2 separate regions of the Sus scrofa genome follow, and region 2 is linked to region 1. A link is a contact called in public HiChIP or PLAC-seq data. All regions are on one chromosome and are shown on one strand. The core of a region is the stretch at or near the end of the contact, and the rest is flanking DNA. Distances in the headings are between cores, read along the strand shown. Region 1 holds the start of COPRS (coordinator of PRMT5 and differentiation stimulator). Region 2 overlaps RAB11FIP4 (rab11 family-interacting protein 4).

Region 1 (7,274 bases), core at 1,680-4,179:
AAACTCAGGAATTTGATTTCTTTTATTAGAATTGTATTTATACTAATTCATTCATTCATTCATTGAATGCCCCTCATAGGCAGGAAAGAAGGGAAGCTTTGAGGGCAGGAAGTAGGGGTTGGAGGAACAGAGCTGGATGTCCTGAGTTGGTTGAAGCAGCAGAGAAGGATGCTGGGTATTGGGGGGAAAGATGTCCTTTAAGTATAGTAAGAGATTGGGGATTCCCATTGTGGCTCAGCAGGTTAAGAACTTGACTAGTATCCATGAGGATGCAGGTTTGATCCCTTGTCTTGCTCAGGGGGTTAAGGATCTGGCATTGCTGCAAGCTGCTGAAGATGCGACTTGGATCTGGTGTTGCTGTGGTATAGGCTGGCAGCTGCAGCTCTGAAATCCCTTGCCTGGGAATGTCTATATGCTGAAGGTGTGACAGTTAAACAAGAAAAACGAACATTAAGAGATTATTAAAAAAGTATATTCTGTCTCTGGGACTGATATGAAGAGGTGTTTACATTGGGGAGGCCTGGCAACAAAAAAAAGTCAGGGGTAGGGAGTAGATTAGAAAGAGAAGGGTTTTCAGAGGCGAGGATAGAGGATGGCTTGGAGCAGAGAAGAGCATTCTGGGCGCGGAGGAGGCAGTTGTTTGACTTGTATCTCCTTTAACATGATGTCATTGGGCGAAGTATTACTTAATGTTGTGTTTCACTTAATATTATGTTTTTTTCCCCCATATCATTAAATAACCTTAAAAATTTTTAGTGAATTTATAACATTCCATTGTATAGATGAGCCATGACTTATTTTACTGATCTCTTATGGTTGGATCTTGTCATTTCTAATTTTTCTTAGAAATGCTGTTGGTGAAGATTCTTATCAATCTTTGTTCATATCCCTGGTTATTGCCTTAGAAGACTAACATCTGAAAATAGAATTACTGTATTAAAGGATTTAACTATTTTAAAGAACATGGATATGTACTGTCACTTTGCTTTGTATGAAAATACTTTGGAGCACTGTGTGAAAAGTCAACACCCTTACCTGCTGTTGATATTATATTTCTTATATTTCCCATTTTAATAGATGTAAAGGGGTGTAGGTCATTGTTTTATTGTGTATTTCTTTGATATTAGTGTAGTTACTGTGTTTTTTTCTGGTACTCTTTTCATGTTTGACTATTTTTTGAATTTTTTTAAACTAATTTATAAAGAATTTTTTATGTATGAGGAATGCTAATCTTAAGTTTGTCTCTTTATTACTAATGATGTGTCCCCAGCTTTTTTTTTTCTTCTTCTAGTGTTTTTTTGAGGTCCAGAGGTTTTCTATGTGTGGGGTCTGATTTTTATTGTTGAAAACCCTACCTCTTGATGAGGACGACTCTTTTTTTTTTCCCCAAGCAGTGAACTAAATTTTCCACAATACCATTTGTGGCCATTTTTCTCTGACTGATTTATAATACCTTTATTATATTTCTATGAATATTAGAGTCATTTTAGGGCATTTTCATTAGGACCTTTTGTACTCTCTATGGTGTTTGTATGTCATTTATATTAAAATGAGAAAAATTTCCTCTTTCTCTTCTCCAGTAAGTCTTAGGAAGGTCAACATTTTAAATCCTTAAAGGGCTTTTTTATTTTAGGAAAGAGATACTTGTCACATTTCAGACATGAGAGTGAAGAGCAGGGTGGTTGACTCCTTAAAGCAAGGCTTGTGAGGGTGGGTCACCCTGCGGTCACACAACCCTCTACCTGATTCTCACCATTGCAGGTTATGGAAGTGCATCTAGCTAGTTCACCTAGAGCTGCACTGTTAGATGGGGTAGCTTCTCCCCACGTGTGGGAACTTAAATTTATTGAAATTAGATAATTCAGATTTTCATTTACTCTGGCCACATATTTACCATGCTAGACAGCACAGATAATAGAACTTTTATTTCTACCATGGCATATGGTTCTGTTGGACACTGTTGACCTAGATTCAGTTAGATTTGGGGAAACTAACTCATGAGTTGGAGCAGAACACACATTAATTGGTCACATTCTCTCCCCTGTGGGAAAGTCGACATATGATTTGTTAGGCTAAAATGTTCAAATGCTTTATATAGTGTATAAACAGCACATTCTTGAGGGAAATGAAGGAATAGGCCCTCTAATGTCTCAGATTGTGGTAAGGTGGCCTGGTGAGCAAGGAGTCCCACCTTCCAGCTTTTCTGCTTCTTAAGGGTTAACATGACTATCCCACCTTGAGCAGATATGTTATTGGAGTTTAGGCAGGGAAGGTGTATCCCCTGCTCAGGCGCTGCCTGTCAGAATTCTGCTGCCCTCAGGTTGTAGAGGGCCAGACTTGGAGCATTAAAAGAGAGAAGCCCAGGTGAGACCATACCAGCACAGTACAGAAGGTTTAGGGTTACTGTGACCAAGTATCAGCCTATAAGGATGTCTGCATGTTGTAGGAGTTTGTTTTGATCATCTATTCCTAGGTTTCTAACGGGTTTGAGAAGTCACTAACTCAAGGTGGAGGATAACTGGGTTGCTGAGTTGTCTCATCCATTTGTGAGTTATAGTCTAATTTCAGCCTAAGCTCCAGAGAAACCTATTTAGAGACAAGAGTGAGATGCGGTTGGAGCTTCAACTGTGTGAAGTTTTGAGAGCTGAGTTTTATACATCATCATGTAGACGCCTAACAGGAAATCGAGGTTTTGAAGCAGAAGCATATCCAGTGTGGTTGCGTAGGGATAACACTTGGCATTCCAGACCCAACTAGTCATCCAGCCCTGGGGTCCGCACCTGGTCAGGACGTTCCAAAATCCTACTCCAGAGCGGGTACGTGAGCAGGAGGCCTTTGCAGTCGGGCTCGCCCCGCCCCCTTGCTCCGCCCCGCCCCGCCCCGCCCCCGGCTTCCTCGTGACCCCCGCGCCCCGCCCCCCGTCCGGGAGCACCCCCGGCTGATTGGCCCTCCGCGGCGTATCCTTGGGCTGGCTGCCAGGCTGGTGCGTCACGTGGCTGAGCAGCGAGCGTCTCGGGCTCAGAGCCGCTGGCCGCCGGGCATGGACCCTCTCACCGCTGGGGCCCAAGCGTTGGGGGCCGCGGAGCCGCCGCGGGGCCGGCCGCAGCTGAGCGCGCGGGAGGCGTCCCCCGCCCCGGGGGTGAGCGCGGCGCGGGGCCTGGGCGCGGTCACCACCTGCGGCCGGGGGCGGGAAGTTGCGGGGCTCATGGGGCGGGCCGGGTGGGGGGCCGCGGAGCCGGGGAAGCGCCTCGGGCCTCCCTGCGAACGGGGAGCGCCGTTTGGGCACGCGCCCGAGCTGGAAACGGCCGGGTCGCGGGGCGGCGGAGCAGGGTACCTCGTGGTCGTGGGTGGGCGCGCCGGGCGGAGAGGTCTAGCTGGCGGCCCACGAGCGCCTCGGCGTCCTTGCTAAATGGGCGGTGATGCTGCTGACCGAGAGCTGGGCCTGGGCTGGGGCCAGGTGAAGGCAGCGAGTAGAGCGATCTTCTCTGGCGGATCCATGTCCCTTCGTGGCGATGCTCAGCTAACCCTGAGCACCAGATGATGTCTGCTGCGCTCTCTCCTCTAACCTTTACTGAAAGCAAAAGGCCGCGTTTGACGCAGGGTTTCCAGAAACTTGTTTTCATTTGCGCGCCGGACCACCATTAACAGTCATGTCCTGCCCCGTTTACAGTCAATAATCCCTATTAGACATGAGCTCGTTGAGGTAGGAACCCTCTAGTGCTGGTTAACCAGGTGACCAGCATAGTGCCTGACACCACAGACACGCATATTAATTGGATGGAGGAATAGAATGCTTGTTTAGGCATCACAGAAAGTACTTAACCAAAGAAAGATATAAAAAATGTAGTGATGGGTTTAGAAAGAAAATTACTTTGGGGGTGCAGGTAGGATGAGACTGGTTTTGTCAGGGCAGAGCAGGAAGGTTTGTGCGCTTCCTCTCTAGGGTCGGGGGGATGCTTGTTCCTGGCAAAGGTCTGGAGGTGAGGAAGTGCAGGGCGAATGGCCGGGAGCTTTGGTCCCAGAGCTGGGCGAGAGAACTATCTCCGTAGGTTGATGGGGCTGGAGGCCATGGAGAAGTTTGTGGTCCCACAGTGGAGGCCTTCGGAGCAGAGTATTGATTAGCGCTGTCAGGCTGGGCAAGATGGGTGAGTGAAGCCAGTTAGGGGGCTCTTGCAGTGGAAGAAGTGAGAGGTCCCACTCCTGGCCAGCAGTAGTGACCAGGAGTTGTCACTTAACCATAGGAGGTGGAATTAACTCATTAAATCCAGGCAGATGATGAGCTAATTGGGACAGGTGCCAAGTGCAGTGTAGCTTTAGGAGCAAAGAAGGTGAATTAAAATTCAACAGATGGGAGTTCCTGTTGTGGTGCAGCGGAAACAAATCCGATTAGCATCCATGAGGATGCAGGTTCCATGCCTGGCCTCGCCCAGTGGGTCGGCAATCTGGCGTTGCCATGAGCTGTGGTTTTGGTCGCAGATGTGGCTCAGATCCCGAATTGCTGTGGCTGTGGCGTAGGCCAGCAGCTGTAGCTCTGATTCGACCTCCAGCCTGAGAACGTCCACATGCCACAAGTGCGGCCCTAAAAAGACACACAGCAACAGATGTTATATTCTTGCCGTGTGCTAGGTGTTTTCATGAGTGTTATCTCAGTATAAGCCTCCCACAAAGTCAGAACAGGCATCCCCCGTGTCCTGACAAACTCAGGCATGGTAGCTGAAGTGCTGTGTCCAGGGTACACACTGAATGAATGGGCTTGTAATCAGGTCTTCTCATGCAGGCTGTGAGTATTTCACTTAGAAAGAGGTCTTACAGGTGATGGGGTTTCAGGAACTTTTGAGTGATGGGAGCAGAAAAGCACATGGTTGGCTATGAGGGAAGATTTCCCTTCATCGCCTAAAAAAGCTCTCTTGTCCCCATGGATCCATCAGGAGACAGCATTTGATAAAAAGAGCTGTTCCCTAGATAAAAGTCGGTTTGTAACTGAAAAGGTAAGGAGGAGCTTGCTGCTGTAGGAAACCAAACCAAGCCCTGGGGCTCAGGGAACAAAAGAGGTGAGGTTGGAATGATTACAGGGGAGAGGCTTTGCAGCCCGCTGAAATTCCAGCCTCAGAAGAGGGGGCACTGCCCTGGCTAGTGCTGGGGTCTCTGAGCTTGGCGTCGGGGTCCTGAGGACCTGTGACTCCGAGCACTCAGGAGAGGGCTGGGCAGGAGGCTGGCTCTGCGCGTGCTGGATGCAGGCAGCTAGGAAGGCAGGCGATTCTGCCGGCCCGTCCCTACAGGAGTAGGAAGGAGCCGGGCCCTTCTTCCTCGGGCTTGGCCCAGCCTGACACGGCAAAGCAGAAACGTGGGTTGCAGAGTCCCCACCCCAGCCTCCCGAAGTGCGCTATGGAAGGGTGGAAGTGGGGCTGAAATCCTGGCTCTCCGCAGGCCTCCAAGGCCCGGGTAATTGTTTCTTCTTCCCGCAGGCTGCCTTTGTGCTGGCTGACCACTCTGGTCAGGAGAGAGAGACTGAGAAGGCCATGGATCGACTAGGCAAGTAGCTGGCGGAGCCTGGGGGGAGGTGGGTGTTGGGAAAGACCGAGGAAGTGACAGAGAAGGAAGGTCGGTCCCCGGCTTGGTTAGGTACCTCCTCTTTGTAGCCAGCCCTCCTCTTCCCCAGCCGGTTGCCTTTTCTGCCTAGTGTTTCAGGCGTCTTCTCGTTTGGAAGCCCCCCCCCTCCCCCTGCAAGAGAGTCTTGGGCCTGGGTCCAGATCCACCCCTTCTGCCGAGGAAGACAGCCCAGGGCAGCGGAAAGTGTGCAGGCTTTGCAGGCGGCTGAAATTGTTTCCCTTTCAGCTCTGGGACTGGGTCCTGGGCTTTAGTTTTGTGGCTTTATATTTTTTATCCTTTTTCTATCTTTAAAATGGGGATAATAATACTTCCTTAGAGGGTTGTCTGAGGATGGGGTGATAGGATGTAGAACTGAAATCCCCACTCCAAATAGCTGTTTAATTATAACGAAATAAAGTGGAAAATTCACTTCCTTGGTCACATGGGCCACATTTCAAATGCTCAGTAGTCAGACACGGCCATGGCTAGCCTTTCGGACAGCACAGATTGTAGTAAGTATGTTATCGTCATCACAGAAAGTTCTCTTGGCCAGTGCTGGTCTGGATAAAGCACCAAGCACATAAATAGGGGTAGTCCTAGCAGCTAACACTTCACTGAGTACTCACTGTGTGCCATGTACAGTTCTAAGTGGGTTTTTTTTTTTTTTTTCCTTTAAAAACCCTGACAATGGCTCTATCTGCCTGTGATAGATGAGGAAACCGAGCTACAGAGCAAAAACCTTAAAGATTGTGGAAGAAGACACATAACATGAACCATTTGAAAGTGTACAATTCAGTGGCATTTGGCCCAATCACAATATTGGGCCAGTCACCACCACTGTTTAGTTTCAGAACATTCTCCTGGCCCCCAGAGGAAACGCTGTATCTAAGAAGCAGTCACCCCCTACACTCCCCTTCTTGAGCCCCTGGCTACCACAGATCTGCTTTCTGTCTCTGTGGATTTACCTGTTCCGTATAGGCACATATGAGTTGCTTATAAATGGAGTTACATGATATATATATGTATATTTCCCCCCCCCTTTTTTACAGTCTCACTCATGGCATATGGAGGTTCCCAAACTAGGGGTCGAATCAGAGCTACTACTGCCGGCCTCTGCTGCAGCCACAGCAACTCGGGATCTGAGCTGCGTCTGCGACCGACACCACGGCTCAGGGCAATGCCAGATCCCTGACCCACTGAATGAGACCAGGGATTGAACCTGCATCCTCATGGATGCTAGTCAGATTCGTTTCTGCTGCGCCACAGTGGGAACTCCAATATGCGGTTTTTTTATGTCTGACTTCTTTCACTCAGCATGGTTTTTTCACGGTTCATGTTGTAGCAGGTAGCAGTACCTTCATTTCTTTATTATGGCTGAATAATTCCATCACAGTTTATTTACCCATTCATCAGCGGATAGCTGTTTGGGTTGTTTCTGCCATTTGGTGATTGCGAACAGTGCTGCTCTGAACATTTTTGTGCACATTTTCTTTGAACCTTTGCTCTCTTTGGGTCATCCGCTTAAGAGTGGGATTGCTGGGTGCTGCGGTCATTCTCCCTTGTAAGTTTCGGAGGAATTGGTTGCGTCAGTTTCAGCTCAGTCACACATGTTTGTAATTAGAAGAACTGGGATTTGAACTGCGGTTGTTGGGCTCCGGAACCCACGTCCTGAACTTTATGGCTCG
Region 2 (6,297 bases), core at 1,078-3,577, 340 kb after region 1:
TGGGGGTGGAACGTGGGGGTGGAGAGAAGTGGGCACCTTGGGCCTTGTGGACCAGTTGGCAATGGAAGGAAGGAGAGAAATAAACATGGGGAAAAGACTGTCTCTCCTGCAAGTGGTGCTGGGAAAGTTGGACAGCTGCATGTAAATCAATGAAATTAGAACACAGCCTCACCCCATGCACAAAAATTAAACTCAACATGGCTGGAACACCTAAACATAAGACATGACACCATAAAACTCCTGAAGAGAACACAGGCAAAATACTCTTTGACATAAATTATGCAAATGTTTTCTTAGGTCAGTCTCCCAAGGCAATCAAAATAAAACAAAAATAAACAAATGGGACCTAATCAAACTTACAAGTTTTTGCATAGCAAAGGAAACCATAAAAAAAAAAAAAAAAAGACAACAGCAACAACAAACTCAAAAGGCAACCTACAGAATGGGAGTAAATATTTGGAAATGATGTAACCAACGAGGCTTAATTTCCAAAATATACAAACAACTCATACAATTCAATAACAAAAAAACAACCCAATTGAAAAATAGGCATAAGACCTAACATAGACATTTCTCCAAAGAAGACATACAGACGGCCAGTAGGCACATGAAGAGATGCTCAGCATCACCACTCATGGAGAAATGCAAATCAAAACTGCAATGAGGTACCACCTCACACCAGTCAGAGTGGCCATCATTAAAGAGTCTTCAAATAACAAATGATAGAGTGAGTATGGAGAAAAGGGAACACTCTTACACTATTGGTGCGAATGTAAGTTGATGCAGTCACTATGGAAGGCAGTATGGAGGTTCTCAGAAAACTAAAAATAGGACTACCATATGACCCAGCAATCACACTCTTGGGAATATATCTGGACAAAACTATAATTCAAAAGGATACAGGCACCCCTATGTTCACAGCAGCACTATTTACAATAGCCAAGACACGGAAACAACCTAAATGTCCATCAACAGATGAACGGATTAAGAAGATGTGGCACGTATATACAATGGAATACTACTTAGCCATAAAAAAGGACAAAATAATGCCATTTGCAGCAACATGGATGGAACTAGAGATTCTCATACTAAATGAGGTAAGTCAGAAAGACAAAGACAAATACCACATGATATCATTTACACATAGAATCTAAAATATGACACAAATGAAGCTATCCACAGAGGAGAAACAAACTCACAGACATAGAGAGCAGAACTGTGGTTGCCCAGGAGGAGAGGAGAGGAAGAGGGATGGACTGGGAATTTGGGGTTAGTAGATTGCAAACTATTATATTTAGGATGGATAAATAAGGCCTTACTGTAGAGCACAGGGAACGGTATTCACTCTACTGGAATAATAATAGACCACTATGGAAAATAATATAAAAAAGAATATATATATATACATACATATAACTGAGTCTGCTATATAGAAGAAATTTGCACAACATTGTAAATCAACATCGTAAATCAATAATTTAAAATCTTTTAGAAAAGTTATAATAAGATTAGGACAACTTGATATGGAATTTATCTTATTTTATTTTTATTATTTTATTTTATTTTTAAGGGCCACACTCGTGGCATATGGAGATTCCCAGGCTAGGGGTCTAATCGGAGCTGTAGCCACTGGCCTACACCACAGCCACAGCAACATCAGATCCGAGCCACGTCTGTGACCTACACCACAGCTCATGGCAACACTGGATCCTTAACCCACTGAGCAAGGCCAGGGATGGAACCCGCAACCTCATGGTTCCTAGTCGGATTCGTTAACCATTGAGCTACGACAGGAACTCCATCTTATTTTTTAAAGGGCTGAACCCTCGGCATATAAAAGTTCCCAGGCTAGGGGCTGAATCAAAGCTGCAGCTGCTGCCCTACACCAGAGCTGTGGCCAACATGGGATTCGAGCCGCATCTGTGACCTACACCACAGCTCATGGCAACACCGGATCCTTAGCCTCCCGAGACCTGCCCGCAACCTCATGGATACTAGTTGGGTTCGTTACCGCTGAGCCACAACAGGAACTCTGAATGTGGAGTTTATATTAGATAATATATTGCATCGCTGTCACACTTCCGACAGGTGATACCAGTGCTGTGGTTATGTGAAGTGTCATAATGTCTGCAACTAACTTACAAACAGTCCCCCCCCCAAAAAAAAACCCTCAAAACGACAAAAAAAAAAAAAAAAAGCAAAAAACAGAGACACACAGAGAGGAAGAGAAACAAATGGAGAAGTACGCTTGCTCGGTCGTCAGGGAGTCCGTGTGATCTGCTCTCCACTCTTGCAACGTCTATAGGGCAGCCCGAGCTCTCGGAAGTTTTCAAAACTGGGCGGCAGACGAGGAACGCTCCCAGTGAGATTCCTCTTGGGCTCTGATCCATGGAGCCCCCGTGGACCCTCGCAGGCCACTCTCTGGGGAGGCAGTCACGGCTCAGTGGCCAACAGGAATGCTCCCTGCCTGGGCCTGAGCACCCAGGCAGCCAGGTGCTATGGGGCACGGACACCCGGGGCCCGGGCCCTGTGGTCCCAAACCACTCCTCCCCAGAGGATACTTCCAGGGCCGCGTGAACAGGCCAGCTGCTATTTGGACACACGCGCTGTGTCAGGCGTTGGCCACGTTCACCTCCGCAGTCCATTCTCAGGGAAGGAAGTATTGACGTGAATTGACCAGAGCCCGGGACACGGCACGGGTCGTGGCTCAGTGGAATCCCTCAAGGAGCTTTAAAAAGTGCAGATGTTGGAGTTCCCGTAGTGGCTCAGTGGTTAACAAATCCAACTAGGAACCCTGAGGTTGTGGGTTCAATCCCTGGCCTCGCTCAGTGGGTTAAGGATCTGGCGTTGCTGTGGCTGTGGTGTAGGCCGGCGGCCACACCTCTGATTAGATCCCTAGCCTGTGGAACCTCCTTATGCGGCGGGTATAGCCCTAGAAAAAACCAAACAAAGAAAAAAATTGCAGATGTCTGGGTCCTTTGCCTCTACAAGTTCTGGGTTAACGGGTCTGAGGGACAGCTGGGCATTAAGAATCTTAAAAGCTCCAGGGAAATTCTAATATGCGACAAAACTTGAAAATGGCTGGCATAGGTCCTTGGTTTTCAATATTGGGTGTGCATTAGAATTACTCTGGGAGCTCGTAAAAAGAGATGAGTGGGAGTTCCTGTCGCGGCTCAGTGGTAATGAATCCAACTGGCATCCATGAGGTTTCAGGTTTGATCCCTGGCCTCACTCAGTGAGTTGAGGATCCAGCATCGCCGGGAGCTGTGATGTAGGTCACAGATGCAGCTCGGATCGCAAGTTGCTGTGGTGTAGGATCCCAACGGCTGTGCTGTAGGCTGGGGAGGCTTTAGCTCCAATTGGACCCCTAGCCTGGGAACCTCCATATGCTGCAGGTGTGGCCCTAAGAAGACAAAAGATGAAAATAAAATAAAATGCAATAAATAAAATAAATAAAAAATAAAAATAGATGAGTGGACCCCTCCCTAAACTAAGTGAATTAGGATCTCTGGGATGAGGGACCAGGCATCAGGATGGCTTGAGAGCAGCCTGCACCATTCCGGTGTGAAGCCAGGGTTAAGAAGCACCAGTTTAGACTGTGCTGTTTCTGAGAACTAGCATCGTCCTGATGCAACTGTACGTGTGAACTAACACCCGTCCTTAAGCAACTGCATGTATTTGTGTTTTCCCACAGTTCCCTGTGTTAAAAATTTACTTAATCATCAGTGAGGGAACCAGTAGGCTGGAATAGCTGCTTCGGAGGAGAATGGGCGAGATTAAAGTATTTCCAGTCAATGAAAGAAAAGATGCTGAAAGAAGACGGCAGTTAGACACAAAATTGGTTCATCCCCTGCGGGGCTGAAAAACCAAACTTGACCCCTTCTGCTTGGCTTAAAAAATGGGGATAGGAGTTCCCGTTGTGGCTCAGTGGGTTAAGAACCCGACTATCATCCATGAGGATGCGGGTTCAGTCTCTGGCCTCACTCAATGGGTTAATCAGAATTTAGGGTGTCTCAAAGATATGACCCAAGGATCTTTTTATTGTCACAGAAATTCTGAGGCTTGGGATGAGTGGTCTTTCCTTTGGAAGGAGGACGGTGTTGGAACAGAAGAAAATACTGGGGCCATAGTTAAGAATCAAGTAAGGCTAGGAGACACCCTCCCCCATCACGTCACCAATGCAAGTCTGATGCCACCAGCCACCCACACCCTCACCAGCACAGCTGAATCGGAGCGCTGTTTGTCAGGGAAAGTATTTTTAGAATTTAAACGTACCACGGTTGCAAGTGGTTTCAGAAAGGCTTGCTTCCAAATGGATGAAATTAAGCAATGGTGGACCTGGACCTCCAGGCCTTACACACCCCCAGGCCAGTTCTAGGGAGAAGCTCAGGGCAGATTTTTAAAAACCGTACTGATGAGACGGGTTTGGCAAAGCTCCTTCTGGTTTTTTTGTTTTTTCTTTTTCTTTTTATGGCTGCACATGCTGCACATGGAAGTTCCTAGGCTAGGGCTCAAGTCAGAGCTGCATTTGTGACCTACACTGCAGTTTGCAGCAGCACCAGATTCTTAACCCACTGAGCGACGCCAGGGATCGAACCCATATCCTCACAGAGACAACGTCGGGTCCTTAACCCACTGAGCCACAACGGGAACTCCCAAAGCTCCTTCTGAATATGAGCAGAGGAGCCAGTTTGGGCTTCGGTGGAGGTCCTGATTCCCAGCAAACCCCCTTGGGGGGCGGCCTAAGCATAACCCTGTCAAGAGCTTCTGGTTCCTGCGAGGTGGACTGGGCAGGAGGGAGGGTCACAGGGGCTGAGAACAAAAAGGGAAAATTGGATCCCTGCCTCACTGGTAGACGTTAAAGTTCATCCCATGGGTCAAAGCTTTAAACATGAAACCAAACACATAAAACAAAAATAAAAATAGAATGGTGTCCCAGCCTTGGGTGGGAAAGCTTTCTGAGCATTACACCAAAGCCCGAAGCCACAGTGGAAAACATGAATGGATTGGCCATAAAACTCTTTTAAATTTGCTCTCATACACAAAGTTAAAAATAAATGGCGAGCTGACCAAATATTTGTAAGGTTGTGTCCGAAAGTTAATATTTTGAGTTAAGTCAATGGAAATGAATACATCCAGAGAAACCAGGTGAAGGATGTGGGCAGGCAAGTCATGAAGAGAGAGCTCCTTGTGACCAATAAAGGCAATTTGAGAAGTCCAACCATGTTGTAATTCAAAAAAAGCCATCCTAATTTTAGCCTCTTAAATGAAAGATTTAAGAAAGCAGAAAAAAAAAAAATGTGTGAGGAGTTCCCGTCGTGGCGCAGTGGTTAACGAATCCGACTAGGAACCATGAGGTTGCGGGTTCGATCCCTGCCCTTGCTCAGTGGGTTAAGGATCCAGCGTTGCCGTGAGCTGTGGTGTGCGCTGCAGACACGGCTCGGATCCCATGTTGCTGTGGCTCTGGCGTAGGCCGGTGGCTTCAGCTCTAATTGGACCCCTAGCCTGGGAACCTCCATATGCCGCGGGAGCTGCCCAAGAAATAGCAAAAAGACAAAAAAAAAAAAAAAAAAAGGCACCACGGCCAGTATCCAAAGGGTAGTAGGAACCTAACACAATCCTGATGAAAGAGTCATTGAGACAACTTGTCTGGAAAGGAATTGACAGATGCATTAGAAATTTTAAGATATGCATCCTTTGGGTCAAGCAGTTGCCGCCTGGTGATTTTTTTTTTTTTTTTTTTTTTTTTTCCTTTTTAAGGCTGCACCAGTGGCATATGGAAGTTTTCAGGCTAGGGGTCGAATTGGAGCTTCAGCTGCCAGCCACAGCCACAGCCACAGCCATAGCCATGCCAGATCCAAGCCACATCTGCAACCTACACAGCAGCTTGCAGGCAACGGCAGATCCTTAACCCACTGAGCAAGGACAGGGATCAAACCCGCATCCTCATGGATACTAGTCAGGTTCTAACCCGCTGAGCCACAATGGTGACCAGAATTTATCTTAAAGGTTGGAAAACCTTTTCCATAAGGAGCAGAGAGTAAATATTTTAGGCTTTGCGGGCCATAGACCTCTGTGGCAGCCACTCGACTCTGCCGTCAAGGTGGGAAAGCAGCCATATGAGAGGAGCAGATGCGTGTGGCAATGTTCCAATAAAACTTTATTTACAAAAACAGGCTGCTAGATCTGGCTCACAGGAACTGCAGTTTGCCAAGCTCTGGCTTACTCTAAAACTAATTGCTGCCATGGGGAACAATTTAGCTACAAGAATGATTATAACACTGCTTTTGTTAACCC

What was found. HiChIP or PLAC-seq counts read pairs in DNA pulled down with a chosen protein or histone mark.
Region 2: a contact with region 1 is called in an H3K27ac HiChIP or PLAC-seq map of alveolar macrophages. The contact joins the enhancer-like site here to the promoter of COPRS in region 1. A contact is called at or near these places in 1 of 5 promoter capture datasets (liver), 11 of 47 Hi-C or Micro-C datasets (alveolar macrophages, blood, embryonic fibroblasts and 6 more) and 1 of 2 datasets of contacts at active chromatin or transcription factors (alveolar macrophages).

The regions. Positions count from the first base shown.
Region 1 is chr12:43,088,252-43,095,525 of Sscrofa11.1, forward strand. It overlaps COPRS (coordinator of PRMT5 and differentiation stimulator), which reads left to right and starts at 2,930. Exons shown (of 4, transcript XM_003131747.4): 1 at 2,930-3,139; 2 at 5,466-5,532. The coding sequence starts at 3,041. It overlaps UTP6 (U3 small nucleolar RNA-associated protein 6 homolog), which reads left to right. Exons shown (of 19, transcript XM_003131746.4): 19 at 1-1,228.
Region 2 is chr12:43,429,559-43,435,855 of Sscrofa11.1, forward strand. All of the region lies in intron 3 of RAB11FIP4 (rab11 family-interacting protein 4), which reads right to left. Among named protein-coding and RNA genes, the nearest start is that of RAB11FIP4, 42 kb to the right of the region's middle. Within about 2 kb of position 2,328, at least 11 of the 83 cell types and tissues checked have an H3K27ac peak or open chromatin away from gene starts, as enhancers often do. A contact at or near this core is called in alveolar macrophages and liver, where this site is marked.